Linked DNA regions of Mus musculus: regions 1, 2, 4, 5, 6 and 7 are each linked to region 3. The links are chromatin contacts, called in public HiChIP or PLAC-seq and promoter capture Hi-C maps. All regions are on one chromosome and are shown on one strand. The core of a region is the stretch at or near the end of the contact, and the rest is flanking DNA. Distances in the headings are between cores, read along the strand shown. Region 1 overlaps Ift140 (intraflagellar transport 140). Region 2 holds the start of Jpt2 (Jupiter microtubule associated homolog 2). Region 3 holds the start of Metrn (meteorin, glial cell differentiation regulator). Region 4 holds the start of Clcn7 (chloride channel, voltage-sensitive 7). Region 5 holds the start of Igfals (insulin-like growth factor binding protein, acid labile subunit). Region 6 holds the start of Fahd1 (fumarylacetoacetate hydrolase domain containing 1). Region 7 holds the start of Mapk8ip3 (mitogen-activated protein kinase 8 interacting protein 3).

The links. Promoter capture Hi-C pulls out the DNA fragments that hold promoters and counts their contacts. HiChIP or PLAC-seq counts read pairs in DNA pulled down with a chosen protein or histone mark.
Region 1: an H3K4me3 HiChIP or PLAC-seq map of pro-B cells shows a contact between it and region 3, with 3 times the contacts expected there. The contact joins the enhancer-like site here to the promoter of Metrn in region 3. A contact is called at or near these places in 2 of 115 datasets of contacts at active chromatin or transcription factors (fetal liver and pro-B cells) and 2 of 9 other capture datasets (adipose tissue and liver).
Region 2: a promoter capture Hi-C map of hippocampal neurons shows a contact between it and region 3, with 4 times the contacts expected there. The contact joins the promoter of Jpt2 here to the promoter of Metrn in region 3. A contact is called at or near these places in 3 of 39 promoter capture datasets (hippocampal neurons, liver and pre-B cells), 5 of 115 datasets of contacts at active chromatin or transcription factors (bone marrow-derived macrophages, embryonic forebrain, embryonic midbrain and 2 more) and 1 of 9 other capture datasets (adipose tissue).
Region 4: a contact with region 3 is called in an H3K27ac HiChIP or PLAC-seq map of bone marrow-derived dendritic cells, with 4 times the contacts expected there. The contact joins the promoter of Clcn7 here to the promoter of Metrn in region 3. A contact is called at or near these places in 1 of 484 Hi-C or Micro-C datasets (embryonic stem cells), 6 of 115 datasets of contacts at active chromatin or transcription factors (acute myeloid leukemia, bone marrow-derived dendritic cells, bone marrow-derived macrophages and 3 more) and 2 of 9 other capture datasets (macrophages and pancreatic islet).
Region 5: a contact with region 3 is called in an H3K27ac HiChIP or PLAC-seq map of T-cell acute lymphoblastic leukemia, with 4 times the contacts expected there. The contact joins the promoter of Igfals here to the promoter of Metrn in region 3. A contact is called at or near these places in 9 of 39 promoter capture datasets (the HPC-7 cell line, cranial neural crest, embryonic stem cells and 4 more), 9 of 115 datasets of contacts at active chromatin or transcription factors (the SCID.adh cell line, T-cell acute lymphoblastic leukemia, acute myeloid leukemia and 6 more) and 1 of 9 other capture datasets (embryonic stem cells).
Region 6: a promoter capture Hi-C map of the HPC-7 cell line shows a contact between it and region 3. The contact joins the promoter of Fahd1 here to the promoter of Metrn in region 3. A contact is called at or near these places in 8 of 39 promoter capture datasets (3T3-L1-derived adipocytes, the HPC-7 cell line, HPC-7-derived erythroid cells and 5 more), 4 of 115 datasets of contacts at active chromatin or transcription factors (T-cell acute lymphoblastic leukemia, astrocytes, embryonic forebrain and 1 more) and 3 of 9 other capture datasets (adipose tissue, liver and pancreatic islet).
Region 7: a contact with region 3 is called in a promoter capture Hi-C map of embryonic stem cells, with 4 times the contacts expected there. The contact joins the promoter of Mapk8ip3 here to the promoter of Metrn in region 3. A contact is called at or near these places in 8 of 39 promoter capture datasets (the 3T3-L1 cell line, cranial neural crest, embryonic stem cells and 3 more), 3 of 115 datasets of contacts at active chromatin or transcription factors (astrocytes, bone marrow-derived macrophages and embryonic stem cells) and 3 of 9 other capture datasets (adipose tissue, liver and pancreatic islet).

The regions. Positions count from the first base shown.
Region 1 is chr17:25,048,619-25,051,553 of GRCm38.p6, reverse strand. It overlaps Ift140 (intraflagellar transport 140), which reads right to left. Exons shown (of 30, transcript NM_134126.3): 16 at 1,112-1,280. Among named protein-coding and RNA genes, the nearest start is that of Tmem204, 31 kb to the left of the region's middle. Within about 2 kb of position 1,528, at least 2 of the 459 cell types and tissues checked have an H3K27ac peak or open chromatin away from gene starts, as enhancers often do. A contact at or near this core is called in pro-B cells, where this site is marked.
Region 2 is chr17:24,959,101-24,962,012 of GRCm38.p6, reverse strand. Jpt2 (Jupiter microtubule associated homolog 2) reads left to right here and starts at 1,390. Exons shown (of 5, transcript NM_198937.2): 1 at 1,390-1,445. The coding sequence starts at 1,402. It overlaps Cramp1l (cramped chromatin regulator homolog 1), which reads left to right. Exons shown (of 21, transcript NM_020608.3): 21 at 1-787.
Region 3 is chr17:25,795,109-25,798,342 of GRCm38.p6, reverse strand. It overlaps Metrn (meteorin, glial cell differentiation regulator), which reads left to right and starts at 1,298. Exons shown (of 4, transcript NM_133719.2): 1 at 1,298-1,478; 2 at 1,702-2,102; 3 at 2,910-2,969; 4 at 3,052-3,234. The coding sequence starts at 1,381.
Region 4 is chr17:25,132,055-25,134,979 of GRCm38.p6, reverse strand. Clcn7 (chloride channel, voltage-sensitive 7) reads right to left here and starts at 1,589. Exons shown (of 25, transcript NM_011930.4): 1 at 1,366-1,589. The coding sequence starts at 1,503.
Region 5 is chr17:24,877,299-24,880,411 of GRCm38.p6, reverse strand. Igfals (insulin-like growth factor binding protein, acid labile subunit) reads right to left here and starts at 1,665. Exons shown (of 2, transcript NM_008340.4): 1 at 1,588-1,665; 2 at 1-459. The coding sequence starts at 1,603. It overlaps Gm41549 (a long non-coding RNA gene), which reads left to right and starts at 2,343. Exons shown (of 3, transcript XR_876682.3): 1 at 2,343-2,416.
Region 6 is chr17:24,848,710-24,851,649 of GRCm38.p6, reverse strand. Fahd1 (fumarylacetoacetate hydrolase domain containing 1) reads left to right here and starts at 1,348. Exons shown (of 1, transcript NM_023480.3): 1 at 1,348-2,754. The coding sequence starts at 1,549. The coding sequence ends at 2,232. It overlaps Hagh (hydroxyacyl glutathione hydrolase), which reads right to left and starts at 1,160. Exons shown (of 9, transcript NM_024284.2): 1 at 982-1,160. The coding sequence starts at 1,057.
Region 7 is chr17:24,935,415-24,938,481 of GRCm38.p6, reverse strand. Mapk8ip3 (mitogen-activated protein kinase 8 interacting protein 3) reads left to right here and starts at 1,505. Exons shown (of 33, transcript NM_001163449.1): 1 at 1,505-1,945. The coding sequence starts at 1,628.

The DNA.
Region 1 (2,935 bases), core at 279-2,778, 750 kb after region 3:
AGGGCAGACTCCCCATGCTGAGGAGAAGGCCTCCATCAGAAAAGTGAGTCCTTAAACAACAGGGTGAGCTTCCCTGTGGTGACTTACTTGGGAGTTCTGCATGCAAACTTCTCTGAGAGGAAGGTAGGTTATAGAGGCACACAGACTGCTGTACTTTTTAGGCACAGCTGACATCTTGTAAAACATAAGCAAACACAGAAGTGGATGATCACAGTCATCTACTGGATGGGTCACACGGCCCCCAATGGAGGAGCTAGTGAAAGTAGCCAAGGATCTAAAGGGATCTGCAACCCTATAGGTGGAACAACATTATGAACTAACCAGTACCCCGGAGCTCTTGACTCTAGCTGCATATATATCAAAAGATGGCCTAGTCGGCCATCACTGCAAAGAGAGGCCCATTGGACTTGCAAACTTTATATGCCCCAGTACAGGGGAACGCCAGGGTCAAAAAGGGGGAGTGGGTGGGTAGGGGAGTGGAGGAGAGGGTATGGGGGACCTTTGGGATAGCATTGAAAATGTAAACGAGGAAAATACCTAATAAAAAAAAAACATAAGCCTCGCAAAGTATCAGAGTCCCAGTCCCTCAGAGTGTGCTGTTCAGAACCAAGAGCACATCGACATGGAGGTCGAAGCCTACGGGACGGTGGGCGCTGGGGAGGGCGGAGACAGTGGCGGAGGCCAGGTTGATGAGCAGTGACTGAGCTGTATCTGAGATGGCTCAGTGGGTAAGAGCACTGATTGCTCTTCTGAAGGTCCTGAGTTCAATTCCCAGCAGTCATATGATGGCTCACAACCACCGTAATGAGATCTGATGCCCTCTTCTGGTGTGTCTGAAGACAGCTTCAGTGTACTTATGTATAATAATAAAGAAAGAAATCTTTTTTTAAAAAAAAAAGAAAATCTAGAAATCAATATTTGGAGGACAAAAAAAGTGGCTCAGGGTAGGACTGCAAGGCAAGGGTTTATGGAAATGACCTTGGTGGCACAATGATCTTATTCATGAATGAATTTTCCCAATAACTATCCCATAAGCTATGCCAGGAAGATACTATCTGGCAAATGGTGACCATATATGTCTAAACAGGTAACATAGCAAAGCAGTAGGTACCTTGTGGCATGTGCCCTCCTCTACACGGGGCTGCTTGTCTACAGCCTGTGGCTGGGCTCCAGGGGCCTCCTGCAAGGCCTCGCACACAAAGAGCCTGGGCTCACTCTGATCCCAGAAATGGTTCACCGGCGTGTAACCTGCTAGGCTCTTGTCCATAAAGGAACGGGTCCTGAAACAGAAGGAAAACCCAGCCCCAACTCAGAGAAGAGCACTTCTACCACTGTTGCCGCCCACACCCGCTGCTGTCAGTCAACGCCAGCAGTATGGCCTCCGAAGCCTCTCTGGGCCACTTACTACCACACATTCTATCGGAACACATCCTTGCAGACTTTGAGAAACGGGGAGAAAGGGTTCCTGAAGACTAGCTTAGGGGGATCCAAGGAGCTCAATGAACCAGGTGGCAAAGACTGGCGAGCTCAACAGGAAATGAGCATGGTGGCACACGCCATTAGTCTCAGCCATCTGGGAGATGAAGACAGGATAATCACATGCAAAAGGCAGAATTCTGAGGAAAGTAGAATGGAGGGAGGTAGTCATGCCACCCTGGCCACCCTGAGAGGAGCGCAGCAAACCCAGGTTGTGTGTGATGGCAGTGCTGGGGCTCAGTGGCTCTTGTAACCGGTTATACAGGACCCACTCCTACAAGAAACACAGATCTCTCACAGATGCCACCGCCAGCAGCACTGGAGGTGTGCCCACAGGCCACGCACAGAATTTAGGATGTGTCATACCAAGGGCCTATAAGCTGTGCCCTTTGCACTATGAGGAGTCTGGCCAGAGAGCTGAACAGGCAGAGGATATTGCCTGTTCTTGAAAGAGAACTCATGAAAATCAGGCAGAGTGGAGAATCAGAAGACATTTCATCAGATAAGGAGGGCAGGGGGATAAAGAAAAGGTCAGTCTCAGATTCGTAGCTCTGGACTGGACTGGGGCTCTGTCAGTCTGAGGGGCACCCACATTCTGAAGCAGTAGACCAGTGGCTCACTTGGTAGGAAAGAAAAGAAAGAATTGTTGAGGTAAGGCATCAGCAGAGATGAGAGGAAGACCGATCGGATGAAAGGAGGCTCCAGAGAAGGGCGGGCAGGACTCAGGGAGAGAAAGGAAGAATTCAGGGTATGCCATGCAGGAAGATCTGAACCAGGAAGGAGAGGGACCTGCCAGAGCTATTGAAGTCCGACTAGGGCTGGGGTGTAACTCAGGGCCAGGGCTCTTGCATAGCACACACCACGCTCTGAGAGGCATCCTCAGCATCAGTCCATCAAACAACACAAACAGCAACAGCAGCATAACAGTACAGAAAAACAAGCTAGGAAAGCAGCCCCACGCGTGCCCACCCCTCAGCTCCCCGTGAGCTCCGTGAGCGCCAAGGCAAGCCTGGGGGCTCCCATGTCATCTGTGTTCTGCACTGACTAAACTGCAGGCACACCTCGCACCTGACCCAAGCCACAAAGAATTAAATACAGATGGGAGCCAAGTCCTGTGTTTCAAGTCCCAAGAACACACTTTCTGTAGCAGAAACTGCATTTACATGCTACATCAACCCCCCCTCCAAAAAAAAAAAAAAGACATTTCTTATTTTCTCCAGAAACACATTCTCTACAAAGGCAAGCGCCTCTTTTCCTGTCAGAGTTGCTGGTAGGGTTGAGGCCACTCTGCTCTGAGACATTTCTGGAGATGTTTGGGGGAGAGCAACTCTATATTTCATGAGATTCTACCAAGCCAGTCCCATAGTCTCAACTCTGGAACAGAGGCCATGAGCTTAAATCTGCTTCAGCGGCTCACACCTTGGTTTTACCATTTTGTTTTCCTACTTAGTAACTTCTG
Region 2 (2,912 bases), core at 141-2,640, 840 kb after region 3:
CTTTGGTGCTTGGCATGGATTGTGTCCTAGAGAAGATGCTCAGGCGAGCTGAAGTCCATAGATCCTGTCGGGCATAGTACTTGCTCAGGGAGTGGGACTTTGGGACATTTCATCTGTTGGTCAACCTTTTTTCCTACCCTCCTCTTCTTTTTCATTCCTTGTGATAGCCTCTGCTAGGGGAGGTGTCATTCAGTTCAATAGCATTTTTAACCAAACCATATTATTAGAAATGGTCAAAATAAGTTTAGAAGGAAATTGTTTTATGTACTTTAAAAACAAATCTCCCAGATGCATTCATGAGGAAATACCGTACTTTGTCTTAATTTAAAAAAAAAAAAAAAACACTTTAAAAAAGGAAAGAAACCCACAGTATACCTTTCCCAGAGGCTAGCCTGGTGTGGTCAGTCCAGTTTTGGAAGCACTGCCCCAGCCAGACCCTTATTCTTTCGTAAGATCACTGGCTGGAGGGGTGCCCCCAGCAGGCAGAGCTCAGTGCTGTTTGCTTTGATAATCGTTAAGCCATATCATCTGAGGTTTCCGGCTTGAGATGTGAATTTGTTTTATAGACTATAAATATACAGTGTATGTATAAAGCAGAATGCCTGTCCTTCTGATTATTTTTTGTACCATATTGTAAATTACATTATTTATTCTTTACCAATTTTTTGGGAATAAAAGGTGTTTTGGTTATTTAATAAACAAGAACTGTTAAAACTTCGGCTAAAATTTCCAGTTCGGCTTGTAAATGTTTTTATTGTGCATAAATACATACTAATACTTCATCTAATGTCTGTCTTTTGTGCCTGCTTTCAAAGCCAGTATGCTTAGGGTATTCCAACAGGCACAGTGTAATGAGATGAGCTCTAAGGCCTGGAGGTGCCCTGGAGGTGAGGGTGAGCAAACAGGTAGGCATCAGAGATTCAGCGATTGAGTGACCGCTGAATGCGGAATTCATTACAGAATTCGCTGCTTCTGTTATGGGTATGTTGTGCGCTTCCATGAACCTTTCCTCCCGAAGGTGCTGTAACCCCAAAGAAGCCTTCCGCTACCACCGGCCAGAAACTTCCTAGTGCCATCCAGCCCGGGATAGGTCGGCCAGAAAATGCGGATTCGCATGCGGAGGCGTGTTGGCTGGGGGTGGGGCGAGCTGTGAACCAATGCCCACGCCTGAGGCCATGAGAGGCGCCCCCTGCAGCCAATCGGCTGTAAGCGCGATGCGGGCCTCCAAGCCTCCCTCTCCTTGGGGGCGGGAGGGAGGAGTGGGGCACGACTCTACGATAGGCTGCAGAGACATGATTGGCGCGAGAGGCGTCCAACTGGCTTGGGCGGGTCAGGGTACCTGCGCGGGACCAAGCGGGAACCGCCGCGCGGCGGCTGTGAAAGCGCGGGGCGGCGGCCGACATGTTCCAGGGCGCGGACAGCCAAGCTGGCAAGTCGGGTTCCAGGTGCGCGGACCGGTGCTGGGGCCCGGGTGGGCGCATAGCCGCAGCCACGTGGCGGGCGGGAGACCCTACAAGTGCGGTGGGTGTGGCGCGGGGCTCCCCTGAGGATACTGTGCGCGCTCTCCCGCAGGGCCTTGCAGGAAGGCTGTGGGGTTAGAGCGGAGTGGAGACCGGGCGGCGGGATTAAGACACGTGGCTCTCCTGAAGTGCTTGCTCAGGACAGACGCTAGCCGGGCGCTCCGAGCTGTTTGCCGCTTCCTGAGCCCTTCCCTTGTCCAGTTTGGTTGGTCATGACGACCTTTGAATGTGGCTGAGTAGCGGCAGCGTTCTCAGACCCAACCCACGACCAGGTGTTTGTTGGATGCACTACTGACTGCTACACCCTGGGCGGGGACCTTCCCTACACAGTTTCCTCTAGGCTTTCTGTCTGATCTGCTTTGAGTTGATCAAATGAAACTGGTGTTCGAATGACTTTACGAGCTCCAGGAATTAATTGTTGAATAGGCGTCCATGGAGAGGATTTTAGGAAAAGGAGGAAATCCCCATTTGAGTTGATAAAATGAAACTGGTGTTCGAATGACTTTACGAGCTCCAGGAGTTAATTGTTGAGTAGGCGTCCATGGAGAGGAATTTAGGAAAAGGAGGAAATACCCACTTGATAGCGGGATGAGGGGGAAAGGGGAGCTACCTTAACTGGATAATGAAGCGCAATTGGAAGCCTCAGTCTGGGCCATATTAGATAGAAAGCGTGCTTTGGATGGCAACTTAGGCAGGTTGGAGAAGATAGCAGCACATAGTCCGACTGATTGCTACAAAGCCTGAGTCTGTAAGGTCTGTCTGTACTCCAGGGTTTCCTTTCGTCTAACCCTGTCTTTTGTCTCCTCAGCAGAGGGATTTTCTTGTGCTGGAGATGTTTGAACTGTAAAAGCGTTATGGTATTACTGTCATTCATCCACAAAAATTACTAACCATGAAGAACACGTCACCCCCCACCCGGTCTATTTCTCATGGCTTTGTCCCAGATTTTCTCATTAGTTCCTAGTTCTTATGAAACTCATCATTCCAGGGAGGCCTGGGAGCGCTGACAACCGTCGATATTTTCTTTCTCTCCAGTGCCATAGTTCATTTGAACTCTGGCTTTTCATCTTTGCCTATATCCCTTATATTTTCTCGATAACTTGAGTATTTCTACTGAAACATTTAAAGGGTACTACAAAAGGAAAAAGTAATTGGAATTATGGATTTGGTCCTAAAGTCTGAGTTGACTAATCTGGCCCTAGAACCTTCCACTCCACTGGTGTTACTGTGATTAATGGCTGCTAGTGGCTTCCAGAAGGCCACACTGTGCCATTGTTCTGGGCCCTATTTGTTGAAAGGCCCATTTGTGAGACCCTGCAGGGGCAACCTTAAGACTTGCATTGCTGCTGTAGGCTTTGAAGCTTGTGCTTGCTCCATTGTCTTTGAGATGGA
Region 3 (3,234 bases), core at 49-2,548:
ACTCGGAACCTGGAGGATCCAGAAACAGAGCCCTGGGGGTGGGAGAGAGAGAGAGAGAGAGAGAGAGAGAGAGAGAGAGAGATCCTTGGGGACCTGCCAAGGTTCTTCTTCTATTTTCCATCTCCTCCACCCTCCCTTCGGTCAGATCCAAAGGACAAGCTGCTCCAAGGAAGCTCTTCCCCATTGGGGGGTTTCACAGTGGCTCTATTTTATTTTAAGAGGTTCTCGGGGGGGGGGGGATAGGGGATTTTCAGAGGGGAAACCAGGAAAGGGGATAACATTTGAAATGTAAATAAAGAAAATATCTAATAAAAATATTTTTTTAAAAATGAACAACAAACAAAACAAAACAAAAAAAAGAGGTTCTCATGTAGCCCACACTGTCCTTGAATTCACTATGGAGCCAAGGATGCCCTTGAACATCTGAGCTGCTTCCTTTACTTCCTGCCCGCTGGGATTACAGGCAAGACCCACTACACTCTCAGTTTAACATTATTTTAAAGATCAAAGCCAGGGGTGTATGCCTGTGTGGTAGGTGCTCTATAACCTAGCTACATCCTCAGGCTGCCTGGGATATCTTTCTGATTCCCTTTCGGTTGATCTTGACTGTAGGAATGGCCTGTACTTTGGCACCGGCAGACTACCAGGCTTTGTCAGTCAGGTGGGTCCCTAGGCAGGTCCTCTAGAACGCCTCATTTTTTTCTTAGTATCCATTTAACATTGGAGGAGTGTGTAGTTAGGTCTGAGAATGTATGGTGGCAGAAGGAGATCCACACTACCCACGCTACTCCTTCCAGACCTAGCCAGTATTCTTTCTTTTCCCCAAACCGAAGGTTTGGCCTAGCTCCATGCTCCAGGCCCTCTGTACCCTCCCTTATGAGATGCAGTAACACAGGGGTTTTAATCTCTTTTCCTTAAGTACCAGCAGCAGGATACCAGTGTTCAGATTTTGGCTGCAGACTCTACTACTTCTCTTACAAAGTCCCACTGCCCCGAGGTCCACTGAAGGTAAGGGGTGGACAGCCTTCCAGATTCCAGTCGACAGCGAACCCCACCAACCCACCAAACGTTCCTATTGGGGATCTCCAAATGGGGAAACAGGAGCGCTTTCTACATCAACCCTGCCTTGGACCGAGCTCCCGCCTTGAGCCCGCCCCACCCCCTCGAGGGTGCTGCAATTGGAGGAAAGTTCTGCGGCTTGTGGCGATTGGTCCGAGAGCAAAGGCCCCGCCCCCTAGCCCCGGAGCTCAGAGGGGGCAGCGGCGAGGGGTCGCCGGTTGTGGGGACGCGCCGGGCCGGGCAGCCGCGCCGCGGGCTGCTCGCGCTGCGGCCCCGACCCTCCCGGGGCAGCAGTCCGAGGCCCCGGCGCGTCCCCTAACCATGCTGGTAGCCACGCTTCTTTGCGCGCTCTGTTGCGGCCTCCTGGCCGCGTCCGCTCACGCTGGCTACTCGGAAGACCGCTGCAGCTGGAGGGGCAGGTACCAGGAGGGACTGCGGGGAGGGTTGTGGGTTTATTTATTTATTTATTTTATTTTATTTACTTCTTGGGTTGGAGGGTTCCCTCCCACTTGGAACTGAGGAAACGCAGACTTCAATGTCCTGTTACACAGAGTAGAAGCAGATGTTGGTAGCCGCGGGAAAAGGGATGAGCGGGCTAGGGAACGAGGGTCACCCACCTGAGAACCACCGTCCTGTCCCCAGCGGTTTGACCCAGGAGCCTGGCAGCGTGGGGCAGCTGACCCTGGACTGTACTGAGGGCGCTATCGAGTGGCTGTACCCAGCTGGGGCGCTGCGCCTGACCCTGGGCGGCCCCGATCCGGGCACACGGCCCAGCATCGTCTGTCTGCGCCCAGAGCGGCCCTTCGCTGGTGCCCAGGTCTTCGCTGAACGTATGACCGGCAATCTAGAGTTGCTACTGGCCGAGGGCCCGGACCTGGCTGGGGGCCGCTGCATGCGCTGGGGTCCCCGCGAGCGCCGAGCCCTTTTCCTGCAGGCCACACCACACCGCGACATCAGCCGCAGAGTTGCTGCCTTCCGTTTTGAACTGCACGAGGACCAACGTGCAGAAATGTCTCCCCAGGCTCAAGGTCTTGGTGTGGATGGTGAGTGATTATGAGACTGGCTGGGTGTCAGAAATTGGCCCTCCACACTGACCTGATGGGACTGGGCCTTGCCACCCCATTGCATGGAGAGTCCTTCTGTAGCTTGACAGAGGCCACTCCGGTGGAGAGCATAGTGGCTTCCAGGTCGTAAGGAGGTGAGTTGGAAGTGCCCCCGCCTTTCTCTCCTCCTCCTCTTAAAAGATTCGGTTTAGGAAAAGAGCAGGAGGGGGCAAATGCCCGAGAGGCCAGCCCTGGGTCTCTGGTTTCTGAAGGATTGGGGGAAGGGTTAAGCTGAGGCAGAATCAAAGCCTATGGCCAAGGCTGTCCAGGGCTCCCTGGCCTGGTGGTGACCTCCTTCCCCTCCCCCCAAGCCCAGCCAACAAAAGTCCAGTGTGCCTCTTCGTCACCATGGAGACTGCCTGCCCTGCCTCCCTGCAGGGCACCAGGCCCAGTGCTTTGCTCTTCTGGAACTTGTAGCCTGACCCTGCAGGGAATGAATGGCTCTCTGACTGTTCTGCCCTAGCTAGAGACCCCCCCGAACTGGAGTCCACTAGAATATCCCTAGCTAGAGCTGGGAGGTCACAGAACGTTTCCCAGTGTTAGTCTGAGTTTATGAGATGGTACCAAGCCTGTGTATGAGGCACTGAGGTGCCCATCAGTAGGCATGTACCTGCAGGGTGTCTTCAGGCTATAGGATGCTGGGAGAAGGGTTTAGTCTCTTGCTCCTGTACCTTTTCCTCTTGGGAGGAGCTGTGGGCTCGTGCTGAGAGATCACAGGCCTGGCTGATGACCTGCCTTGCATGCTAGGTGCCTGCAGGCCCTGCAGTGATGCCGAGCTCCTCCTGGCTGCATGCACCAGTGATTTTGGTGAGTGTTTCTGTTGCGGGAGAGCTTAGGGTCTGCCTCACATTCCCACGTGCCCACCACTGGCCACCATGTCTCCTCGTAGTGATCCACGGGACCATCCATGGGGTCGCCCATGACACAGAGCTGCAAGAATCAGTCATCACTGTGGTGGTTGCTCGTGTCATCCGCCAGACACTGCCACTGTTCAAGGAAGGGAGCTCGGAGGGCCAAGGCCGGGCCTCCATTCGTACCTTGCTGCGCTGTGGTGTGCGTCCTGGCCCAGGCT
Region 4 (2,925 bases), core at 340-2,839, 660 kb after region 3:
GAGAGAGACACGTGTGTGTGTGTGTGTGTGTGTGTGTGTGTGTGTGTGTGTGTGTGGTGGAGGCCTCTCTAGTGGAGGCCAGGAGAGGAAAAGGTGGTCAGATCACCTGAAACTACAGTTATAAGTGGTTGAGCCACTGGACCTGGGTGCTAGGACCTGAACTTGAGTCTTCTCCAAGAGCAGCAATAGCCCCCTTCCCCAAAGGTTACTTTCTTTACAACAGGGATAACAAATCACACCACCCAGAAACACCCTAGGGAGGCAGACACAGCTCTACCACCTTACTTATTTCTGATCACTACTGCAGACCGGAGTCACAAGCACACGTCCTTCAAAAGGGCCTGAGCTGCTTCCCAGCAACAAGGAGCTGACTTTGACTTTCACTGTCCACTGCACCTTCAAGGGTCTAGCAAAGAAAGCCTAAATGTAAGTTTTGATGCGGTAGCCCTATCTTGTGCTCTTCTTAGCCTTTAAAACAGCAGGAGTGTTTGTTAAGACACCTCTAACATCAGGAGGAGGAAGGGTAAAGGACAGTTATAAAACAGACTAACATCAAGGAATTGATATAAGTAACTGACTCAAAATTAACACGATGCACACAGGCAAAAGAAGCAAAAGCACACAAGTAAACAAGCCTGTCCCGGTCTTAAACGCTAGGCATTTGAAGGCACAAACTGTTCGCAGTGCTGAGCACACTCTGGCCTCTGACTTGTTGCTTATCATGTCTGGCTGCACATTCCAAGTTCAACTAGGTAGTAAGAGAAAATGAGTGGGGATGCTTGACACTGCAATTGTGTCCCAAACGTCTGGAATTACTCCTGTGAGAAAGGAGACAGGCACTTTCACCGAAAGCACAATTCTGCCATTTAAATTGAAAACTACCAAGCGTGTAGTCCAGGCCTTCCAAGTTCTTGGGAAAATGAGACAGGATTATGAATTCATTGGTGGTCTCACTGTGAGACCTTATCTTGAAACGTCAAGGGCTATGGGTGCAGAGCTGAGGTCGTTATGATTGCCTTGTATGTGTAAACCCTGGCTTGACCCTCACCACGAAAAGTAAAATTAAAAAACAAAAGCAACGTTAAAGTCTTGGGATCTCTTGCTGAAAAGTCAGCGACAACGGTTCCTGGAGGAGAGGGTATCATTTTCTCTGATGGTGTAGCCACTGAGGAACGAGATGGGAAGAAGGGGTTCAAAGAGAAAGAAAGAAGAGGTTTATGAGTGCGAGGCTATCAAAAATAAAAGTCTTCCAGGATTCAAAAAAATAACAGAGGAGAGCACCGTGGCCTCCCTCTGGGCCCCGCCAGCACACTGAGGACCGGCGCAGCGATCCCGGCGGCTGCATCTCCGGCCCGCGGGCCTCACCTGGCGCGCGCCCGGCCCAGCTCCGTTCAGCAGCGGCGTCTCCTCGTCAGGCTGCCCTGTCCTTCGAAGCAGTGGCGCCCCCTCCTCATCATCGCGATCTCGGCCGGACCAAGACACTTTCTTAGAGACGTTGGCCATGGCCCACTGAGGACCAAACTCAACAAGAACAGCCGGCAGACCGGCAGCATTCCCGTGACCCGCGCCCAGGTCTCACGTGATCTATCATCGGTGCCCACGTGACTGACGACGGAGGCCGGCAAGATCCGGGAGCGCGGAGTCTCCTGGGAATTGTGGTTCACTGGTCGTTGCAGCCCAGGGTAGAAACCTAGAACTCAAAATCCCTAGCAATTAGTGTCTTCACTGAAGGCAGTGACCCAAACTCCAGAGAAGAACCAGCCCGAGATGCACGCCTAGTCCTCCAAGAGATGATATGGAAAAAAAAAAAATAAACTACCTGTAAAAGTTCTGGAATCGTCCCTCTCAACTAAGTTGGCTTCATGTGTTTCCTGTGCTCAAAGGGCAGCCAAACTGCTGCAATTCCGGGAAAGGGATTGAGACCCTGATGCCACACCACTTCCAGTAGGATCTGTATGACAAGTTCCACAAACTGAGGCTATTGACCTCAAAAGGGGTAGGCCTCCTGGAACCGGTGTGGAACTCTTCGCCGGAGAAAAAAATATTGAGTGGTAGTTCTTATGGCAATGTTTTGTTTTCTCTTATTCCTTTTCTTATTTACATGTTCCTGGTAGCCTAGGCCAAGATCTTAAGCAAGAATAATGGGTAAGAAACCAACCCTAGAGATGGGGGCCACTAACATGACCTTATCCCCCGGGAAAACAATGCCTTACTTTCTAAATCATTTACAAAACTATTACGATAGATAAAAACTTTCCCAACAATAAAATTTCATATGGCTGCACGTGTGTCATCGGAGGTGGATTTTGGTGTATGGTAAAGAAAGCCTTAATTAGAAAGAATTAAAATAGTTTGAATTTACATATTGAAGATTTGTTAAAAAAGAAAAAGAAAAAACCCAGATACTAGATGTTAAATAGTAATTGACCATGGGGCTAGAGAGTTAGTTCAGTGGTTAAGAGCACTGACCATTAAAGATTTATTAACCTGCTCCTAGAAATAAGCCACTAGACTTGGACAACAGCCCCCACTGAATACATCCTTTTAGAATTGTTATATTTTGATGATTTATATTAATAATGATGTTACCTGTACTGTTTGTGATTCACTGAATGCATAGTTTCAGAGTTGTAATGCTTGGATGATTTTTGTGCTTTACTGTGCCAAATGATTTTTGTTGGTATTTGTGATTGTTTCACTGGATATAGTTTCTAAGAGATGTAATGTTTGGTTTTTTAATGTATAAAATCCCCTGCTTGAGAGCTGCAAAATGCACTCAGATTCAAACTGCCTCTGTGTTTGTTTCTGTTTGTCACCACCGAATCCTTACCCACCTAGCTTTGAGGACCCTCATTCCAGAGACCCCCATAACCGACTTGGGTGGACCGTGGCACCCTGAAGTGCCAAATTAGGAAAGACTGGGGT
Region 5 (3,113 bases), core at 416-2,915, 920 kb after region 3:
CCAGGAGGTTGTTGCCCAAACTGAGTGAAGCCAGACTTGGTGTGTGTCTGAACAAGCCTGCAGCTAGGCTCCGGAGCAGGTTCCGTTCCAGGTGCAGATGGTAGAGATTCTGCAGGCCCAGCAGTGCCTGTGGCTCCAGGCTCCTCAGCCAGCTGCCCTGCAGGTTGAGGAAGTCTAGGCTGGACAGGTTCTGGAAGGCCGCTGAGGGGATGGAGGACAGGTTGTTTCCGTCAAGCCACAGAGCCCTGGTGCTGACTGGGATGCTATCGGGCAGCTGAGTGAGGTTCCTTGAACTGCAAAAGACGCTGAGCTCATCTGTGTAGTCATCATAGCTGCAGGTACAGGTGACAGGGCACTGGGGGCCCTCGGCATCTGCTGATGCTCCAGGATCTGTCCCCTGCAGGTAACAGGGGCCCAGTGCCACCCAGAAAGCCAGAAGCACCACCAGGGCTGGGCTTCCTGTGGGGAGAAGGGTTGGCAAGGAGATGCCCCCAGGATATGAACCAAACCCTGGGCTTCCCTAACCCTCAGCCATTGTAAGAGATGGCATCCACCATCCCACTTTGATACTAAGCAAACACTGGTGACAGCCACGTCCTATCTTTTGAAGCCACTTCAATTTCCCAGACCCTGGAACCAGCAAGTGGTGATCCCCGTCGCACTGCAAGGGCACAGAGGGCCTGGGTCTCCCACATCACCCTGCTCTCCAGGCAACCTGGGCCCTGGCCACTAGGCAGGCTGTGTCCTCTAGGGTGTACAACAGCCAGGCTGAGAAACAGAATCGAAGTGCAGTCCAAGAGCTGACTCTTGCAGAATACTTGGGGATATAGACCCAGGTAGCATATTCATTTGTGGTCCTCAATGGCTAGGCAGCAAGCTGGGCATTCCCTGCCTGTTGGGCCCTCATATGGGTGAAGCGTGCCTTATTTGCTCCCCATTATATGAAGGCTATAACCCTTACTGGTAGAAGAGTGGGGGTCTAGAAAACCCCAACTGTCCATTCAACCAAGCGTCAAATCACATGAACCCAGCTAGCACCCCAACTTAATCTGCCTCGGGTGTATGCTGAGAACCCCAGATCAAGTTGGGAAGAACGACACTGTCCCGCACCTGCGCAGTTTGTATCTGGTGTGACTGTGTAACGGTGGTTTGGAAGTGGGGGAAGCCCTAGGCATTGTGGGAGCACACCAATGGCAGACGAGGAAGAAGACATTTTCCCGTTCACCCAGGGCCAGGCCCTTAAGAGAAACGGTAGCCAGAAGGATCTCGGGCTGTGTGCAGCATACCATCTCAGCAAGCTATGAGACCAGAATATGGGGAGCAATGAGCCCCATTTCTGCACCTTGCGCCCAGGGGTGAGGTACTTGTTTCTTCTGCCTACCCTGCCTTCATCTGGCCCTTTCCCACAGTGCCGCCACCAAGGGGGAAAGTAACCGAGACCCTCCGGTGCCAGGAATTGTATCCAAGACCCAACCCAGAATTCCCACCAGCCCACCCTGAGTTAAGCCTACTGCGGCTTCTCCCAGAGGGCTCTGGCTGAGGACCAGCTACCCTCAGAGCAAGTGGCAGGGGAGACGGATTCCTCACCTGTTCTCAGAGCCATTGTTCCTTGTACAGAGCTGGCCGCAGGCAGGCAGTGAGCAAGGGCCGTCTACAGCACAGGCTGCTGCCCAGTGGATTTCCCCACTGCCTGTAGCTGGCAGCCCTCAGCTGGCCCTGCCCCACACTCTGGCTCCTTTAACCCTCTAGGGCTGGGCAACAAGTCTCAACAGAAGCTCCTCTGGATGCGGGTGGTGCAGGGGAGGGGCACTTTGTCCGCCCCAAAGTCTCGGGGATTGGGGGGCGGGGGAGCAATTGAAAGCCACCTCTGCTGGTGTTGGAGGTAGAGGCTTGGTGGAGTAGACCTTCAGGATTGGTGCTCAAGGTAGGTGTAGGGGGGGCCCTGTCTCCCAGTAGGTTCAGCTAAGGTGAGGGAGCTCGGGGGTTCCTGGGAATTCCCCCCACTCACCTCTATACGGAGCAGATGGCTCTGTCAGGCTTAAACAGTTTGCCCTGTTTCCTAAGGCCTTGCCTATACTTCTCGAATGCTCTCTGACCTGGGGTTTCTTAGGCCTAAGTGGGCCCACCATTTGTGCCTCCCAGTCCAGGGGTTTGTCTAAGGCCCAGTCTCAGTCTTCCTGTGACCTCTAGGTCAGCTGACGGCTGGCTACCGCCCCTCCCCCAGGGCCTCTTCTAGGAACACCTGGCAGAGCCACCAGCTACCTCGTGTTTGCTCTCCCCAGCACAGTCCTCCTAGAAAAGGGTTGGCAGGAAGACAGTGGGGCACCGCAGCCTCAGGGGCAGAGCCAGTTTCTGCTGGCCTCCACAGTATGGAGGGCCTAACAACCTACTACTTCCTTGTGTACAAAGACCCCAGGTAAACATGCTGCCCCAGGGGGAGGCAGGAGGGCCATGTGTGGGGCCCTCAACCTGGCCCTGGCTCCACTCACCCTGCCGGAGCCACATCTCAGCTTCCTCCTCCAGGGCCTGAAACCTGTGACCTGACGGACACTCCAGCCAGTCCTGCCTGAGCTCTGTCCCTTTGCCCTGCCCGGGATGGGGGGAATGCACACGGGAGGGGCCAGGCAAGGCAGTGCTGGGTTTCAGAAAGAACAGCTTCTCAGGGGCTTGGGGGACATTGGGAGCCATCTCTAAGCAAGCAGAGGAAGTAGGCAGGTCTGGGAGGGTCAGGGGCTGTGGCTCCCACCATGCCTCCCCATGTCTAGGGCATTTTCCATGTTATTCCTCAGCCTCTTTTCTGAGAAATTATAGATCGGCAGGGAGGGAGTCTCCGCCCAGAGCCACAGAGCAGTTTACACAGCAAAAGTGCGGTCTCAGCAGAGCTGCGGGGCCAGTAGCCAGCCTCTGCTGAGAGCAGGGGCCAGCAGTGCCTGAGTCCCTGTGGGCCCTGCTGGACTAGGATCTCTTCCTGTCTCCAAGCCCTGCTTCATGTGGTGTGGAAGCCTTGCCAGGCTTGCTTCACCCAAGCGAAGTGCTGCCACCACACCACACCACACCACACAGGAACACAAGGCCCAGCCACTGAAGAGCCGTAACCCCCGACAACTCTGCTA
Region 6 (2,940 bases), core at 99-2,598, 950 kb after region 3:
CTGCTCCCCATTTCTCCTTTTTTGGCACAACAGCTGGGCACTTTCCAGACCCCTTCTCATGTTCAGCAAAATAAGCATTTCTATAAGATCAGGTTTCTGTAATATTTGAATTCCCCTAAGCCCTAGCACTATCCACGCCGATGGACAGCGGAGGGTGAGAAACAGGTGAATACGAGCCCTTTTATGTACTTCCTGGTAAAACACAACAAACCTGCATGGATAAAGATCATGTTATTACCAGTGCTCAACCCACTCTAGTCGGAAGAGAGCCTGACTGCTCTGAAGAAGATGCGATCACTCCTATGGAAGGAATTCATCGCTCCCAGCTCCTTAGTTTGCAACTAGGGACATTCTGTTTGAATTGAGGTCAAATCCACAGACACGTTTTATATTGCTCAAACGTCAAAAAACGTTTCAGAGTTGCCTCTTCTCACCAGGAGGGCTTCTGCGGCACCAAAAGCTGAGCGGCTGCTCAGTAGTTATTGTACCTAGCTCTTAAATCGCCTAGCTCTTAAACAGCCTTCAGCAGCGACACTAAGGGGTATCCCTTAAATGGAGACCCATACTTCTGTTCTCAACGAGCGGACTTCTTAATAAAGATGGTTCATAGACTTTCAATCACGATTGTTCCAAAGTTCCCGGCTAGCTGAATTCAGGCTGGCCAGCTCCGGGGCTTTGGCAACCCACTGTCGCCACATCAGACGTTAAGAGGAAAAGCCGACTTAAAAACTAAAGTCGCAACCCCAAAACTGGAGTCGGACTCTGGCCAGGAGGGAGCAGGTGCCAGCCCTCTGCCTCGATCCCGGGCCACGAACCCCTCCAGCGCCAGATGCCTATTCCAAGGCCCTCAACACGCCCGGCCCCGCTTCTCGCCCGCCCGGCGGCGCTCAGCACCTGCGCCTGGAAACAGCAAGGGCTCGCCCAACCGACGTCCGGCCTCCAGCACCCGGCCGCGCCGCGTCAGTACCTAGACACACTTACCCAGACCACGGCGCGCGCAGGTGGCTCCCAGCGCTGACAGGCTCCGGAGACACAGCGACCCGCGACCCAGCACCATGACCCACGGGGTGCACAGCCGGGTCGCGGAGTCCGCAACACCAGCGTCGTGGGCATCAACACTGGCGTTGGCGACTGCAACCAATCAGTGTCGTCCTCCTACTGCTCCCAACCAACCAACTCCTGCTCTTTACCAAAATGCCACGCCCTCAATCCATCAGTGACCGCCCATAGAGTTCACAGCCAACCAGTGCCTGTCTCGCACCGCCGCGCCGCCCCTAGCCAATCAGTAGTAGCTCCTGCCCCCCCCCCCCAAAATGTTCCCTAGCTGCCCTAGCAGCCTTGGCCTGTAGACTCGGTCTGCAAGTGGGTGTTGGAGGAGGCTGAGCGTGAGCCTCCTCGTCTCTCTGGGGCAGTCGCCTGCACGCAGAGACCTTTCGCTGACCTCAGCGTCCCGCTGCTGCGCAAGGAAGGGCGGGGCCGCTCCGACCTGGACAGCGTCCGAAGCCAGTCCTCTGGAGGCCGCCGTAGTCCGGGGGAGTCGGTGGTCACATGACCCAAAGCTGTACTATGGCTTCCACCAAACCGCTGTCTCGTTTCTGGGAGTGGGGCAAGAATATCGTCTGCGTGGGGAGGAACTATGCAGATCACGTCAAAGAGATGCGCAGCACCGTGCTGAGTGAGCCTGTGCTTTTCCTGAAGCCGTCCACCGCGTACGCTCCCGAGGGCTCACCGGTGTTAATGCCCGCTTACTGCCGCAACCTCCACCACGAGGTGGAGTTGGGAGTGCTTCTGGGCAAGCGTGGTGAAGCGATCCCGGAGGCTGCAGCCATGGACTACGTGGCCGGCTATGCCCTGTGCCTGGACATGACTGCCAGAGATGTGCAGGAGGAGTGCAAGAAGAAGGGGCTGCCGTGGACCCTGGCTAAGAGCTTTACGTCCTCCTGCCCGGTCAGTGCCTTCGTGCCCAAGGAGAAGATTCCTGACCCTCATGCCCTAAGACTGTGGCTCAAGGTCAACGGAGAGCTCAGGCAGGAGGGCAAAACATCATCTATGATCTTTTCCATCCCCTACATCATCAGCTATGTTTCTAAGATAATAACCTTGGAAGAAGGAGATCTTATCTTGACCGGGACTCCAAAGGGAGTTGGGCCAATTAAAGAAAACGATGAGATCGAGGCCGGCATAGATGGGGTGGTTAGTATGAGGTTCAAGGTGAAAAGATCAGAATACTGAGAGTAGAGTGCCAAAGGGGAAGGGAGACAGAAGCAAGGGAAATAAATGACACTAATAATGAAAATCTAAAAATTATGCTAGACATGTCAAAAAAGATGAATCCTTAAAAAATAACGTGATCTAAAAGACCTGGGACTGAAATAGAAACAGGAACAACGAAGCTAAAGGATATAGAATGCTTCCCAAGAGGGCAATGTTAAACTAAACTTTGAGAAGTTGTAGTTTTCTTTTCTAAAACTGAACTGAATAGACTTTTCAATAAATCATTCTGAAGTCTATACCTCCAGACTTAAAAGTGCAAAGGAAGTAACTCATTAATGCTGTTGGCCTTTAGGAAAGCTGTTTGTACAGAGCACTCCAGTTGATTTTTACTTGGGAAAGTCCTCCACCTCAAAGCCAGATAAGAATTTTGTTAAGTGAGCTCTTGCTGCAGCCCTGCCTTGTTTACTTTGGGTGTGGCTTCTGAGTTTGGAAGATAATTTTGAAATTGTTTTCCAAATAAAGACCATTTCTGTGTGACTGAAAAGAGCACTTTCTTTTCCCAGGGTGGGGAGCACTTCTTCCTCTGGGACTTAGGACCTTGGCCTTTGGTTTCCTGAGCACTGTGCCTCTTTAACTTATTAACCACATAAACCAATACTTCCACCTCAAAGACACAGGCCCTAGGGAACTGACAAGCCTGGAGATGCTGTGTGTGTTCATGCTTGC
Region 7 (3,067 bases), core at 256-2,755, 860 kb after region 3:
CAGGCAACCTGAAAATGTTGTGGGGTGTTCACCGTGGAAGAATGCTCTGACATAGTTTTAAGCCAATAGGAAAGTCTTTATTAGCTGGCTGGTGAGTACACTGGGTGTTTAGGATCTCAAACAAGAAAGGCCTTGAGCCTTTCTCAGGATGAGCTTTTAAGGGCAAAGCCATGTTCTGGGTTGGCATGCTTCAGTTAACAAGAACAGTTAGTCAGAGGCAGAACTACAGAAGCCAAAAAGCAAAGTTAGGAATTTAGAGACTTTCTCAGAACTATCCACACTGAGGGATTGGGTCTGTTTTCATTCTTTTGGCAGGTGGTGCTATCTACATGCCGAGTTTTACAGCCTGAATTGGACTTCCATCATGGAGTGAGTTGTGCTAAGGTCTGAGGCATGTTACAAAACAATCTCTTAGAGTAGGTATTTATCTATGTGTTTGGAAAGATGAGGGAAGTATAGCCCCAGGTAATGGTGTATACTGAATGGCAGAAGCCAGGCATACCAAGTTCCAGGTCAGCCAGTGCTACACAGTAAGACTTTGCATATGAAATTGTGAGGAATGTTTTAAGTGCTCTGGACTTCAGCTACAAGAAGGACTGTGTTGGTTAAGAGTAAGATCTGGTGGCTTGCAGTTGAGAGTACTTGCTCTTAGAGGGGAGGACCTCTGTTCAGTTCTGGCCATCCATATGGCTGCTCACAACTGACCTTCTTAACTCCAATTCAGATGCCCTCTTCTGGCCTTCACAGACACCAGGAATGTGTGTGATGCACAAGTCTACATACAACCAAACACATACACATAAAATAACAAGTAACTTTTTTTTTTAAGAGGATGTGAATCTGAGCTGCCTTGGAAGGCTTTGGGGACCGGGAAAACCACGTAAGCAAGAAAGTAGTTCAAGGGCAGGAAAGATGGCTCAGTGGTTAAGAGCACTGGTTGTTCCAGAAGACCTAGGTTCAATTCCCAGCAACCACATGTTGGGTCACAACCATCTACAATGGGTTCTGATGCCCTCTTCTGGTGTGTCTGAAGAGAGCAACGGTGAATACATTAAATAAATTTAAAAAAAAAAAAAAAGAAAGAGGAAAAAAAAGCAAGTAGTTCAAAGTCAGGTTCATGGTGTCCCCAGCAAATGAACACATATAGATCGACTCGCTTTATATTTCTGTCTCAAAAGTACCGCCACACATAAGGATTTTAGAACCTGGTGTCCTGTGCAAAATGAAGCACTGCATGGAACTAAGCAACCAGCAGAGCGGGAAACAACCAGAAACAGGGCAAGCGACACATGTCGCGTGAACGTTGAGGGTGGCCAGAGTATGTATGACAAAGGTCTGAAGACAAACAGGACAGAGATAGAGAAGCATCCAGGTCACTCCAATCAGACTGAGCTACGTCCTCAAGAGCCACCAGCAACGCAGCCGGAAACGTTCCTTTAGCGTCAAGGCGCTCGGGGCGGAACTGGATGGGGCTCCACCCCCGCAGCCAGGCGGGACTTCCGGCAAGGGAGTGACGGGCGCGGCCTGGGCGGCGGCACGTCCTAAGGTAGCGGCTGCCTGAGGTGACAGCGGCCCGTGGATTCGGGCCCCGGAACGAGCCGCGCTGGCGGCGGCGGCGGTAGCCGCGATGATGGAGATCCAGATGGACGAGGGAGGAGGAGTGGTGGTGTACCAAGACGACTACTGCTCGGGCTCGGTCATGTCGGAGCGTGTGTCGGGCCTGGCGGGCTCCATCTACCGCGAGTTCGAGCGCCTCATTCACTGCTATGACGAGGAGGTGGTCAAGGAGCTCATGCCGCTGGTGGTGAACGTGCTGGAGAACCTTGACTCGGTGCTGAGCGAGAACCAGGAGCACGAGGTGGAGCTGGAGCTCCTACGCGAGGACAACGAGCAGCTGCTCACGCAATACGAGCGCGAGAAGGCGCTGCGCAAACAGGCCGAGGAGGTGCGTGGGCCCCGGCCGCCGCGGAGAGGGACGGTGAGGGACGGTGTGGGTAGCGTGGAGCAGCCAGCTCGGCTCAGCCGGCAGTATGCTGCTGATGCTGATGCTGATGCCGATGCTGCTGGGAGTGCCACTTTCTCCATCCAATTGGGACCTAGAGCACAGCCTGTGCAGAGTCCGGGAGACATGGGCCCCCATTCCTGCTGTCCTCTGACCTTGGCTGCCGCCTGCTGGCTCTGGGTTTTATTCCTTCCCGTCTTTGGAGCAAGTTGCCCTAGAATCACAAAGCCCAGAATTCTACAATTCTAGAAATAAATGCTCTTCGGTTTATGATGGGAAGTGCCTTCTTATATGAGGTTAAATTCCATTTAAGTGAAGTTGACTTGACACAGTCTTAGAGACTACTATTGAAATTAAGAGTCGATCTTGATATTTTGGCTTCTTATTAAGTTAGTGGCCCTGCATCACAGCTAGGATAAAAGCTTTGCTTATCTTGAATCATTCATACTTTCCATGGTTTGCCTTTTGATTGTCAAGATTTTGCTGTGAATGCATGGGCACCACATAACTGGCTTAATCAAGTTCTCTACATATGGGGGGATTCAAAAGCCTCAAAGGATGTGAGGAGGGCTTGGGTGACCTCAGAAACAGGGAACTGGCTCCAGAAACTGTCTGGGCTAGATCAAGGTCACACACTGACCACAGACAAAAGGACAGGCCAAGTAACAGGGTAGACCTTGGCAACAGCTTAAGCCTTACCTTCTGGGTTCATATTGCTGCCTAGTGGGGCAGTACCCTAGAAGTCTGCAGTGTTTGGTCCTTCTAGACCTGCCCTGGAGTTGTCTTGTGCCTGATACCACTCTCCATAGCCCTGACTCTCTGGGGACTTTTGATACATTGGCAAAGGACTTGGGTATTATTTCTTCCCCTTGCCTCCATACTTACATAGTCAAGATCACTAATGTGGAGAAAAAGAAGAAAATGAAGGTGTACTGTGGTAAGGCAAAGTTACATCCTTGTAAAATGGTTTCTGCTTGAGTGTTGACACTGTCCCCCGGGGAGGATGCCTCTGCCTTCCAGCTTAATAACAAGCTGGACGGAGCAGTGAGTGTACGTGGGGCTTAG